3 separate regions of the Ovis aries genome follow, and all the other regions are linked to region 3. A link is a contact called in public Hi-C data. All regions are on one chromosome and are shown on one strand. Each heading gives the region's core, a stretch centred on a gene start, on an enhancer-like site or on the middle of the called end of the contact. The rest is flanking DNA. Distances are from core to core; before and after follow the strand shown.

Region 1 (4,287 bases), core at 554-3,053, 170 kb after region 3:
CTCTCTTACTATCTCTTTTACCCATTCTGAGTCCCTAAAATCCTGTGGAGCAGAGAACAAGACTCCACAAAATAATCAGTTTAGTGGCAAGAACATCTTCTACTTTTGCCACTTGAGTAAAAAGTTAATTATGGGATTTGGGTTCCCAAAATACCAATGGGGTACATTAGTTCATTTGGTCTCACAAGTTTTTGCATCCGTTTAAAAGGTACCGCTTGTGTCGCTTGTCAGTTATTAAGACAAGGTACTAAAGGAACAGATATTTTGTATTTTATTTTTGCTTCTATTTAGTGATGTAAATGGAAAAAAAAAAAAAAACCAGAGAGATTACTGCCCATCCGTGATCTACTAGTTCAAGCGAAATATAGTCTAGACAGAGATTTTTCTACGATTCTGATTGCCACGTAGCTTTGCGTGTTCTCCATTTGATTTTTTTGCCTATGCATGTGTATTTCACCATGAATTTGTGTTTGTAGCAAACATTCCAGAGTGCTTATCATTTTCAAATTAATGCTCCAACAAAAGAAGAAAGAAATCGTGTGAACTGTCTGTGCAAGATGTGTAAACAATTCCACCTTTTATATATGCTGTACATTTATATCTTTATACTAACATCCTTGAATTGTAAACTCAATGTTTTCGTTCTAAAAGTTTTCCTCCTAATGCATTTATATTTTGATTGCTATTTGAAAATCTCTTTAGGATACTTAATAGACATAAAACTGAACAAGGGGGAAATTCACAAGCACCACAAAAATCCTTAAATATATACTATAGGCAGTACCTAACTACAAATAACTATTTAACTAAGTGGAAACCAGCTACAACAGTTGTTTCAAGGTTCAGAAACTCTTTCCTTTCCTTTTGTGTTTTTTTTTTTTCATCCACTGAAAATATAATCTGTTTTTGTCCCTGGGGTGGGAAACTGTAGGGAAAATATAGATATATACATTTTTCCATATTTTTAGAATACATTTATGTAACTGCTTCTCAGGGATGTAATACATAACAGGGCAGAGAGTGGTGTCTAGTCAATAAGCCCTTCTGGCTGGGAGGTGTGAGCGCCTTATGTTTGAAGTAACTTGATAACAAGGAGTCTTTTCGGAAAACCTTAGTGTGTATGTGTTGCCTCAGTAATGACCCATCAGAGAAAAAAACAAGAGCTAGGTGGCCAGTGTTTGCACTTGAACTCGCTGAAAGACATTAGAATGAGGGGAACTTTTGGCAAATCCAAATTTCTCTAGGGTAACTCACTTCTTATAGTGTTTTGCCTTGAGACTTTTCTGTATTTCTGTAGAGATTTTTAATGCTCTTAAGAGTGCTTAAGAAGAAAAAGATCTTTAAAAAGAAAGTCATCAAAATAAGAGAAAAGAAACTCGGTCTTGAAAAAGTTTTATATTGAAAGCAAGAGCTTTTTTTTCTCTTCTTTTTTCCCTTTTACTTGTTTCTGATTTTTTTTTTTTTCTGTCTTGAACTCTTTTGTTGCCATGGGCTGTTGTGTTTGCATTTTTGTTTTCTGCTTGTACTTTTTAGGGGGTGTCTGTTTTTGATGTGACCAAAAGGGTTTATGGAAGAGACAGAGGGGCTCCTGAAGAGGCTCGTATGAAAGCTGCACCAGCCCCTCTCGATCCCAACTCAGGCAGCTCCTATCAGCCAGTCGTGCTGCCAGGAGTAGGGAAAGGTGATAGCTGTCATTCTGCGATTCTTCGTGCATCTGACCTGAGAGTCACACATTCACAGTCGAGGAGAAAAGGGAAAAAAAAATAGAGGAGGAGGAAAGAAAAGCTCTTTGAGCTGGAATACACTGGCTCTTTCTTCCTGTAGGCAATCCGCTCCAGTTCTTGGCGACGTGTCCTGCACTATCAGATATCATATGACTTTTTATTTAGATTCCTTTTCGGAGAATGGCCTGTTAGGACTCTGTTTGTTTTCTTTTATTTAATTTCCCTCTCCCTTCACCCTCTAGTTGTGTGTATCTGTGTGTGAGAGAGTATGTGTGTACATGCATATGTGTGTGCAATTTTTATCTTTGTTTCTGTTCTGTTGATCTGATGCTTTCTTTAAGGACAAAGCTTTAATTATTTCAGTATACTGGTTTAATCATTTGCCAAAAAGAAACCTCCTTCTAGGCGTTTTGGGGGGTCCATTTTTAGACACATCCATTAACACATGAGGCTAGAGATCCGAAATGCTTGCTGGTCCTGGTCGGTGTTTAGCCCACTCTCTCACCTTAATTTCACCCTCCCCCTCATCAGCATGCACAATAGTATAAGTTAGGAAACACCTGTGCTGAGTTGAGAGGGAAATTAAAGTAGAAGCAACTTATTCAAATCTGCACTCCTAGTTTCACTTTAATAAACTTTTTTTTTAATATCGGGTTTTGTTTTTTGGTTTTTTTTTTTGGCACCCTCTGCTGAGCTTGAAAGTGTCAGAAATACTGAACGATGTGTCTGTGGAGCTTTTCTGAGGCCAGATGAGCACCCCTGGAAAGTAGAGCAGGGGCTGAAAGTCATTCAGAGACTTACATGAGAAATTTAAATAAGGTCTAGGAGATCTGTGGGCCATGCAGGGTTTGGTGATAGATGATAAAATGGAATACTTAGGGACACTCAGGAGGAGAAAGAGGAAAAATTCCCAGCCAGGGGGAACAGGGATTCCTGCTGCAGTAATTAGGACTTTAAAACCCGTATTTGATCCAATTTTTATTTTGTATAACTCAAAATTTAATAGATATGTGATTGCCTTCTTCTCCATGCCTGCTATGAAAAACAGAAAATATACTGACATTATTCCTGGGTTTCTCCTGTATTTTTGATATATTTCTTTTTCAGCTTTCAGGAGTTCAGATTTTAGTTAGCAAAAGTAAAACATAACTTCTCTAGATATGCAAGAGTTGTCTGTGCATTATTCTTATCAATGCATAACTTATGTATACATAATATATCCTGTTTGTATCAAGATTTTTTTTTTTGTATAGTAACAAACACGACTGCCTTGAAGGTACAGATGACCATTAAATTCTTTAAACTCATAGTTTTTAGTTCCTTGTTACTCTTTCCAAAATTATTTTTTTAATAGATCTCCAATTTCGACTGCCTTATCTTAGCCCGAGGTAGATTTTGTTGAAACTTAGAGCAAATTTTATTCCACCTCTTTAAGAGTACCCAAAAGGGAAAAGAGAACTATTTTTTCGTTCAACAAAAATTTTTAGAAGCCCTTTTTTTCCCCAGCGGAAAACTCCAAAACAGCTTTGTCTCAGAACGTTAAACTTGGCATGGATCAGAAATGTGAGTTTTGCTTTGTTTGAGGAAATTTGTTTTTGAAACAACAATGTTATAAATATTTTTAAATTGTCTGCTGAGCATGCGCTGTATCTGACTTTATTCATAGTTTTAAACACACACCAAAGTGCAGTCTTCTGAATGGCCACAGGTAAGGCTGTTGATTTGTAAGATCTTTCTGAGAGCCACCTTCTGTGAGTCTACTCAGTTTTCCAGAAGGGAAAAAGGCAAGAGCTGAGTTTAGACCTGGATTCCTTTCTAAAAACCCTAGAGCAGAAGTAGATTCCCCCTTTAAGGCTTGCACATTATACTTAGGGTAAGTACCATTCAACTTTCCTTTCTTATGGGAGTCGCCTGCCTTAACTTTTCGGCTTAATACTAGCAGAGTGAAATAATAAAAAATTGAACTCAGTGAGGTATTTGACTGAAGTAGAAATTTTTAAGAGCATCTATTGTGCATAAATTTGGGGATCCGAGAATTTGCCAGTGAGATGATAGCAGCTCTGTGCTTACAGAACAAGGATGTGCTAGTCTGAACATGTCTGATCTCATCTGGAATCGAAAGCTAAATCTAAATCTAGGTGGGCCTGTAATAATACCAGAAAAAGAACACATGTATCTTTTGTGCAACCTTTTTTTTTTTTTTTTTTTTTAAGCAAGGCTTCCAAAGGGAGTGACAAAGAAGTAGGTTCTCCTCTTGCTGAATCAGTAGTCATACTTTGCTCCAGGAAATATATATTTCCAGTTGTTTTGTGTTGTTTTGTTTCATTTTCTTGTTGTCATCCCTGTGGAAGTGTATTCTTTCCTGTCGGTGATTATTAACACTTTCCATTTTTAAAAATGCTTTATCTCCATTAACTCTGTTTGATGTTTCCTCACTTGCTTACCTTTTTCAAGTCTGCGATGACCCTCTCAGGCTTTGCAGTTCTTATTGATTCTTGTCAGGCTTTATTTATTCATTAGCTGTTTGTTATAGTTATGGTGGAGATAATCTCATTTTTCAGGC
Region 2 (4,180 bases), core at 960-3,459, 250 kb after region 3:
TGGTGAAGGACAGGGAAGCCTGGCGTGCTGCAGTCCATGGGGTCACAAAGAGTCAGACACGACTGAGCAACAACAACAAAAGGAAGCATTAGCAAGAGACAGGAGAATAGGGTCAGGGTGCTTCTCAGTCAGGCCCCTTCCCAACTCCAGTTCTGACTGGACATGGGGAGCTCCATACCTTTCCTCACCCCCTGGGTTTAGCAGTTTAAAGCTGAGATTAACAACCTCGCACTGTTGCTAGTCCTTGGTGCATCACTTCCCTTGAGGGTCCTTTAACCTCCTCTGTACCTCAGTAGAGTGTCCTTTCATTAAACTCTCTTCAGTTAAATCCTTTCAGTGTGCCATCTGTTTCTTGCCAAGATCCTGACTGATACAGTGAGGGAGAAATATACTGAAAAACACTGTAAATCAACCTTGCCAAGAAGGTTAAAAAAATTGAAAGAATAAAATATTTTAATCATGAAAACATCTTAAATGGATCTGAGAACATTAGACCAAGCGGTGAAAGGATAAACTGTAAGAAAACGTGATAAGCTCGAGTGCCAAAGGTTGGTTTCTATGAATAGACCATAGTGCTCAGGTTTGATGGGCTTCTCTAGGCCAAGTGTAGCTTGCTTGACCCCCAACTTCAAGAGGAGCTAATGGTGTAGTAGCAGCAATGACGAACACATGAACAGAAAGAAGGTGTCAGGAGGGTGATACCGTAAAAAAAAAAAAAGTGTTGAAGAGGAGACTGCTTATCCTAGCATTCTTTTTGCCTTTGCTACAGTTATAGTCCATTTGCCCCTGCCCAAATCTAGATATTTTAAAAGATGACTAAAATAAAAGAATTGCCTCCTTCCAGCCGAAATGGAAACTGCAGAACCGACACGCTGTGAAAGAGCTACCCTCCCAGGGCACTGACTGTGTGCCAGCGCTGTGCCCATCACTCAACAGGAATTATTTAATCTTTGCATCAACTTCCCAGATGGTGCTAGTGGTGAAGAACCCGCCTGCCAATGCAGGAAACACAAGAGACCCAGGTTCAATCCCTGGGTTGGGAAGATCCCCTGGGGAAGGAAATGGTAACCCACTCCAGTATTCTTGCCTGGAGAATTGCATGGACAGAGGAGCCTGGCGGGCTGCAGTCTGTGGGGTCACAAAGAGTCAGACACGACTGAAGCGACTTAGCATTGCATAGCATAGCAGCCCTAGAATGTTTGTCATTTCCATTTTACAGATGAGGAAACTGAGGCCCAGAGAGGCAGAGGAATCTGCCTCGGGTACACGGCTACTGGATGGTAGAGCTCAGTTCTACCACCAGCCCCCACTGAGGCACCACATCCCCTGTGCCCTCCTCCCCAAATACTGTACTAAGCCTCTTCCATATATTATTGGGAAGCAGAATAAGGGGACGATCACCACACCAAAAAGATGGGGGACAAGTGGGGCAGGGATCAAAATTGTCATGACCCAGTGACTCAGTATTTATGAAAAAGGGGTTCTAATTCTTTTCCACCCAACCAGGCTGATGAGTGGAAGGCATGTTAATGTGCAGGAGAGGGTGGGAGCCCAGTGAAGAGAGAAAATTGGTGAAGAGAACACTCTCCCTCAGCAGCCCCCGGAGACTGATAAGAGCTCACAGAGATAAAATATTTATTTTCCATATGTCGCAGAGAGCATTGCCATCGCTGTATGTGTGCAGTATGTGCAAAGAAGTGTGAAATCTATACATCAAATGCCACCAATCTAGTTAATTTCCATGCATTTAACAGGCTTATTACCTACCATCTCCTCAATATGTTTTCATGTATATTTCTTGCCACATACAATATGGTCTAGTAAGGAAAGAGCCAACATCACCCACAACCTTACTCACTGCTATGTTTCAGCCCCAAACTTGTCCTGGCCGGCACAAGGAGAGTTAAATACCAGTAGGTCCTGCTGGCCAGCTCAACCGCCCGTCACCTTAAATCGCCTTCCCACTCCTCGAAGCAGCCTTTTTCTCATAACAGAAGTGTTTGCTGTGTGGAGATGAAAATGTTTTTGTTCTCTTTGGATAATTGGGAGATAGTCAGCATGTCAGAACTGACCGTTGAAAGGCAGGTGCCTGTGGCCACACTTTTTTTTTTTTCTTTTTTTTTGAAAGCAGAGCTCCACCAGTGTGGCGGGAGGAAGTGCACAATGATTGGTCTGTTTCTCTGTGGAAATGTTCAGGGTACACCCAGTTTTGCTTTGCATATATTTACGAAACATCTGCCCTTTTCTTGTTCTTAAATCCTTCCCCCTCACCAGCCCCCTTTCCCCTTTCTCCCAATTTCTCTCTTTGTTGTCATTGGCTCGTCTAACTTTTTCATTGGAGCTTTCATTTTCCGGTTGAGGGGCGACTTCATCAGAGTGTATAATTTTAACATTGAGGAGGGAGGGAGAGAGGGAGAGAGTGTGTGGGAAGTGGGAGGCGAGAGAGAGAGGGAGAGAGAGAGAGACAGAAAAGAAAGAAGGAAGCTAAGCGGCCAGAGAGCTTGGCAAACCAACCTTTGGCATGGTGACCAGGAGGAAGGTTCTGGTCTGGTGGGGAGTTTGCCTGACGCGCTGCCTGTAATCAGCTGGTGCGCTGCTGCCCTCTAAAGGCTCCAGGGACTAGTACACAGCTTCTGAGGCTTGGTGAGACCTGCCCTCGAATATGCCATGTTCATGTAATTCTTTTACACGACCAAAGAAGGTATTTTCAATTAATTACTACAAGACTTCCTTTATCCTCCTCAACAAAATATGAGCTGCAAAACTAGGGTCAAAATAACAGCACCTGTGCATGTCTAAATGTAGATGGTTGCTATGTTTTAGAGTTTCTCAGCTCTGGAAAAAGGAGTCCACTATTAGAGAGAGTGAGATGGAAAATGCATTGTTTCTAAGGGTCAGTGAATGTCTCTCTGGTATGTGCACTTGGGAAATAGCCCAATGGTCTAAGAATAAGTAAAGGGATTTTAGGCAAATGAAGGAGTGAGCCAAAAGGTTGAGTTTTCAATATCCTCTGTTCGTAGAGATGGTTTCAGTGTCTTTGTGCTATGAATGGTCCCCAGAGGTGATCCTTGAGATGACAGACAGGAGGGTATGATGCAAGATGTAAGGTGGGAGGCAGGATCAAATCTAGAGAAGGAAGCGATGCCATCAATAGAAAGAACAATACAACTTCTGCAAAGTTAAAAGTAAAGAGTAATGTTGGTGGGCTGGCCATACACTCACATTTGAAAGACAGCTTCTTCAATTTCCTGAAAGAAACCAAGGAAATTAGTACATCTGAAACTAGCCTAGACCTTATTTATGAACATCAGGAATAAATTTTTTATGTTAAGTGATGTCTGTCATTAGTGTTTCATCTCGATATTTAAATGACCCATGAGAACCAGCCTAGCTTTAGTGGGCATAACGGTCCTGCTCTTATCAAATGTACTTCATGGATTCCAAGGAAAACAGCCTGTCAAGGTAGATTTCCCTGCTGCATAAAGAGTAGGAAACTTAATTTGGATTCAGACTATAACTATTCTCAAAATATACTTTAATTTTAACTCAATTTCATTCCATCAACAAACCTATATTGAATGACAGCTTTGTCTAAGCTACTCTGCTTCACGCTATACACTAGACAGCAGATCTGGGAGGGGGGAAGAAACCAGGCTTGTTTTATTTCCAAGCCCGTGCTGGCACATTGCAGGCACATAGTAAGTCTTTGTGGAATGAATACATGAATAAATGAATAGGTGGAGGGAAGGAAGAAGGAACGGATGGGTGAACGCAGGTATTCAAAAACAACTATGATGTTTTTTACCCTCAGAGAGTTTGCAGTCTCATATACATGGAATCCACCTGGAGTTGTCAGCCTGACATGGCCATTCAGATCAGTGAAGGCAAAGCTGGGGCAGTAGAGACGTCAAGGAGGATGGGAGTCAGAAAGTAAACAGCAGTCTAAATAAAAAGTGTTAAGGTGATGGCAATGCAAACGGAAAGGAAACACAGGTGTGCAAAGTGTGAAGGATGTACAACTGTCAGGACTTGACAAAATGGCTTTAAGGCAGAGGAAGATGTGTGACCCTGAGGTGTCCAACACGGTAACAAGCCTGGCGACAGACAGCGGTGAGAGAAATAGGGACTGTGGAGGGAGTGCTGGTTTGCATGAAGAAAAAGCAGTTGGGTACTTCCTTAC
Region 3 (4,189 bases), core at 1,530-4,029:
TTCTTTGGCCAACTTTTCTAAAGATATTTTATATCATTTTATTCCTCCATCCCTTTCTACAAAAAAAATAATAAAATAATTTGGTTGTAATTCCCCAGGGTTTATATTTACACATTCAGATTTGATTTACTTTGAGAATTCTCCCACGTACAAGTTGTCTTGATTAGTTCGTGTGTGGCATTGCCATTGATTCCTGTTATTTACATGGGCGTGACTCTTTTTTCCTAGCACGTAAATGTGCTTCACAGTCCTTGTAGGGAGAATCTTCTCCCAGGGACACCCTAACTAAGGATCAGATGTAGATTTAAGATGCACGAATTATATTCTATTAACCTTTGTATTCTGTTAACCTCCTGGAAAGCTTAAGCCATATGTGGGCCTTATAATAAGGCTCATGAGTTAGGTGAAATAATTTTATTTGGAAGCACAGGATACTTTGAAATAAACCAGTAACAAAGGAGAGACAATAAAAATGTTTCCGTAGGATACCCTGTGAAATAGCAGTATGGGCCTTTCAGACGAGTTGAATATGTTTCAGAATAGAGCAACCGGAAATGAGAGAGTCAGACAGTATGATGAAAACTACAGATGGAATGCATCGCATGGGAAGTGATTTTATACAAGAAGAGGGCTTAGGAGCAGGTAGGCGTGGAGTTGGAAAGGAGTGGGTAACTGAAATAAGAGAAGATAATGCTTGACCAGGTCTAGTAAAATATTCCCTGCCACAACCACTGTTCCATGAAGAGACTGAGCCAGGAGGCCTGAATAAGCTAACCTGAAGTTCAGTGTTGCCATTGTTGTGGGAGGCAGCAGGCAGAGCACACCCGGATTTGTGTTACACAGTAATCACTGCTGGGTGTCAGCATTCATCAGCCAGATGGTCAGGCCCACAATTAATCAATTAGGCTGGGATGATCAACTGGACTAAGTTTTCCCCTTTGGTGAAAAACCCTCATCATGCAGTCAAGGCCAATAGCACTTTTATCCTGTTGCTTTTGGAGATGCTTCTGAAAAGCCCTCTTTTCTCTTTCAGGCTTCTAGTTACTTAGTGTTATTAAGTTCCAAGCTGCGTGGACAATATAGATACCCCAAATTGAGATTTTAACATAATAGGTTTTTAACATCTTCTGTGTTCATATATAACGTTTCAAATCTCCAGATAGAAACAAGATTTTTGAAGCAACATTCTCTGAGGAATTTACTAGATTTAAGGTCTTCCTATTGGATCCTCTGAATCCATTGCAACCACACTGGAAATGGTTCTTTCACTGAGTACTTATGAAGATGACATGTTAATAAGATACAAACAATTAACATTTCATTGAGTATCCAACCTGTGATAGATACTACCATGAAAAGGATCAGCAAACATTGATTCCATCTTTATAATAATTCAAGGTGATAATATTCCATTTCAAAGAAAAGAAAACTGAGGCTAGAAAGTTCATTTTCTTAAGGTTAAGCATTTATCAAAGAGGTGGTAAGATGATTTAATGATCTTTGGAATGAAAACTAAAAAATTATTCTACATTTTTTTATACGCCTTACGCAACTGTTCATCTTTAGACAATAATAGTTAGGAATATATAGTGGGTCCTTATTAGCTCTGTCTAAAGCTCTGGAAAGAAATCTTTTACTAGTGTTTCCCAGCCCTGTTGATGGTGTTCTTTTTCCTGCAATTCTTGCTATACCTCATCTGACTTTTCAAGTTGCTTTCTCCCTTGTTTGGGGGCCATCACCACTATTTGCTGACCATTCTGTCCCCACTTCAGTGTCCTTATCTTGAAATGCTTCCTCTGAGTTTGTTTCCTACACTAAGTCTTTTCTTTATCCATTGACTCATTCAGGCTATCAGCCTCCTCCAAAAAAATGTCTGTTAATTGATTTATTTTTTATGTTGAACCTGTTTTTCTCCTCGGGCTGTTTTATTTTCCTTCTCCTCTTGCTATATAACAGTACTACTGCACAGGAAAAGGCGTTGGAAAGTCCTGTTGACAAGAGGTGTCACTTGCTGATGGAGGTCCATGCTGACCCCATGGAGCAGAAATATAGACACAATCTCATATTCCCTTTGTGTTTCAACACTGAACTTACTTCTCTCCTTTGTCTTAGCTCTTCCCTACTGCCACCCAAGCTTAACTTGAGTGCTTCTCTTTAACCATTTTGTGACCAGATTTTGCGAGGACGTCATTGACCCAAATGCACATCTTTGAGATATTAGGCTTTTACTTATAATCACATTATTTTATGGAACATGAGGCTTCCTGTTGTGATTTTACTGTAGTGCTTTTCTTTTATTTGTTTGTTTTGCTACTTATCAAATAAGGGAAGCAATACCAAAATACCACAGGATAGTGTATAGGTAACTACTTTTTCTTAAATCAAGTTTAGGAGCACATGGAAAAAAAGGTATTACAGAGATCTTAATGAGCATCTTTTCTCCTCCAGGGCTCTCCTGATGCCCTCTTTTTCTGTCTGCGGTACTCTAATTTGTTCTTGCTATGTTTGGTAGGCAGCTGTTCTAAGTTTTTCCCTTGCTGCTCCTTTTTGTACAGTCCTTCAATCTTCACCCCAGAGCTGATGAGGCTCTTTCATTTTGACCTGCAGTATCTCTGTGAATTGCAGAGCTGAGCCCTGCCATCTAAACTGCCTTTCTGCTTCATTTTGCTCCTGACCTAACGCCCCCCCTCCCCACCCCTGCTATTCCAGGCCTGGCCTCTCATGACCAGAGACTGCTGACTCATCCTGGCCTGTGCCAAGCTGTGCAGTCGCTTAGCGATGTGGACAGGAGTCGAAGGACTAGAATGAGATCACTGAGCTCATTTCACTTGTTGCTTACGGTACAGTCCAGCATGAGCTGGAAATGTAGGAACCTCAGCCTCTCGAGCAGAAAGAGTAAGTAGATTAAACACACTGCATCACCAAGCCCTCAACAAGCAATAGTAGGGTGGTGGGCGGGGGCTAGCTTTTTCATGGCCGTGTCTAGGGCATTCCGGTTCATCAGGAATGTTCCTTTGTCCTCTCTTCTTCCTCTCCTCCACAATCGCACCCTCCCCCCCTTCCCTGAACTTCCCTTCTGAAAATGTCCGGATGGCACAGCAGTCATCTGGGCAGAAATGAAATTTTGCTAATAAGCAGCCTCCACAAGAAATCCTAGAACAGTGACACTGTTGAAACTGCTTATGTGTCTACTGGGAACTGACATGAACTTCCCAACAGAATTCAAGGAGATGAAAAAAAAAAATCTCTTTTTGTTCTCCTTTTCTTTCTGATTCTCTTTTCCTTTCTGTTTTGAGGGAGGTAGTTTCAGGAGAAATGGCTGCATTCTGGTGTGGTGTAAAGTTTTCCGTCGGGAGACAATAATGTACATTCCTCTGGCAGGACGGGATGGGTTTTTTTTTTTTGTTTCTCTTGCTGTTGTTTATTTATAAGACATTTCCTCTCAGTTAGTGGAAGTTAGATCGTAAGAGGCTCCAGTGATTTTCCTTCCACCTCCCCTCCCTAATTTCTGTGCTTCAGCACTCTGGAACACCGTGAACTCGACGAACTAATCAAAGCAGGGAGCTTAGCAGCCAGGCCTGGACAGCCTCGGGAGTCTGTGCTGATTCTCAGGCGACACTCCTTGGATCAGGAACCACAGTCCTGGTGAGTGGTGAGGTTCCAGAATTTGATGTGTCAAGGATTCTATTCTTGGTGTCTCTGAGGCAGTCAGAAAATAACGAGTGTTTTTTAAATGGAAAAAAAAATGGAATTTTTTTTTTAAAAAAAGCTACCAAACAATCCAACGGCCTGATGAAGATTTTACTATGTACAGCTGAGAGCACTCTATGGACAATGGCTGAGCCTTGAGTCTGTGCTCAGGAGGAGCCTGCAGGCTTAGGCTTCATGCTGCCACCGATGGATGTCAGCCTTGACATGCCTAGCAAACATGCTGGTGGGAGGAGAAAGATAGGTGAGTGAGCACGGCTGGGAGGTAGCAGATGGGGTTAGAGGAGGGGGAAGTGAAAGTGGGACTCAGGATCCGTTTGGAGTTTCTCTCTACCAGCTTTTCGTGCATCTCTCCTCTGCACGTTTACATTATGCTCAGAATACGTAACGTACCCAGTTAAAGCAAGGAGTAAAAGTGGCTGCGTGGAACAAGAATATTGTTTAATACTGTTCTTCTGAAGATCACTTTGCTAAGAACTGG

Evidence for each region. A called contact is a pair of places that touch in the nucleus more often than the background predicts.
Region 1: a Hi-C map of hypothalamus shows a contact between it and region 3, with 2.6 times the contacts expected there. The contact joins two enhancer-like sites. A contact is called at or near these places in 2 of 16 Hi-C or Micro-C datasets (hypothalamus and omental adipose tissue).
Region 2: a Hi-C map of tail adipose tissue shows a contact between it and region 3, with 4 times the contacts expected there. The contact joins two enhancer-like sites. A contact is called at or near these places in 2 of 16 Hi-C or Micro-C datasets (hypothalamus and tail adipose tissue).

What each region holds. Positions count from the first base shown.
Region 1 is chr1:180,041,032-180,045,318 of ARS-UI_Ramb_v3.0, reverse strand. ZBTB20 (zinc finger and BTB domain containing 20) reads left to right here. Exons shown (of 13, transcript XM_060418143.1): 8 at 1-4,287. Among named protein-coding and RNA genes, the nearest start is that of TIGIT, 170 kb to the right of the region's middle. Within about 2 kb of position 1,803, at least 21 of the 54 cell types and tissues checked have an H3K27ac peak or open chromatin away from gene starts, as enhancers often do. A contact at or near this core is called in hypothalamus, where this site is marked.
Region 2 is chr1:179,962,665-179,966,844 of ARS-UI_Ramb_v3.0, reverse strand. The region is part of intron 9 of ZBTB20 (zinc finger and BTB domain containing 20); the gene reads left to right. Among named protein-coding and RNA genes, the nearest start is that of TIGIT, 95 kb to the right of the region's middle. Within about 2 kb of position 2,209, at least 31 of the 54 cell types and tissues checked have an H3K27ac peak or open chromatin away from gene starts, as enhancers often do. A contact at or near this core is called in tail adipose tissue, where this site is marked.
Region 3 is chr1:180,216,596-180,220,784 of ARS-UI_Ramb_v3.0, reverse strand. All of the region lies in intron 7 of ZBTB20 (zinc finger and BTB domain containing 20), which reads left to right. Among named protein-coding and RNA genes, the nearest start is that of TIGIT, 350 kb to the right of the region's middle. Within about 2 kb of position 2,779, at least 43 of the 54 cell types and tissues checked have an H3K27ac peak or open chromatin away from gene starts, as enhancers often do. A contact at or near this core is called in hypothalamus and tail adipose tissue, where this site is marked.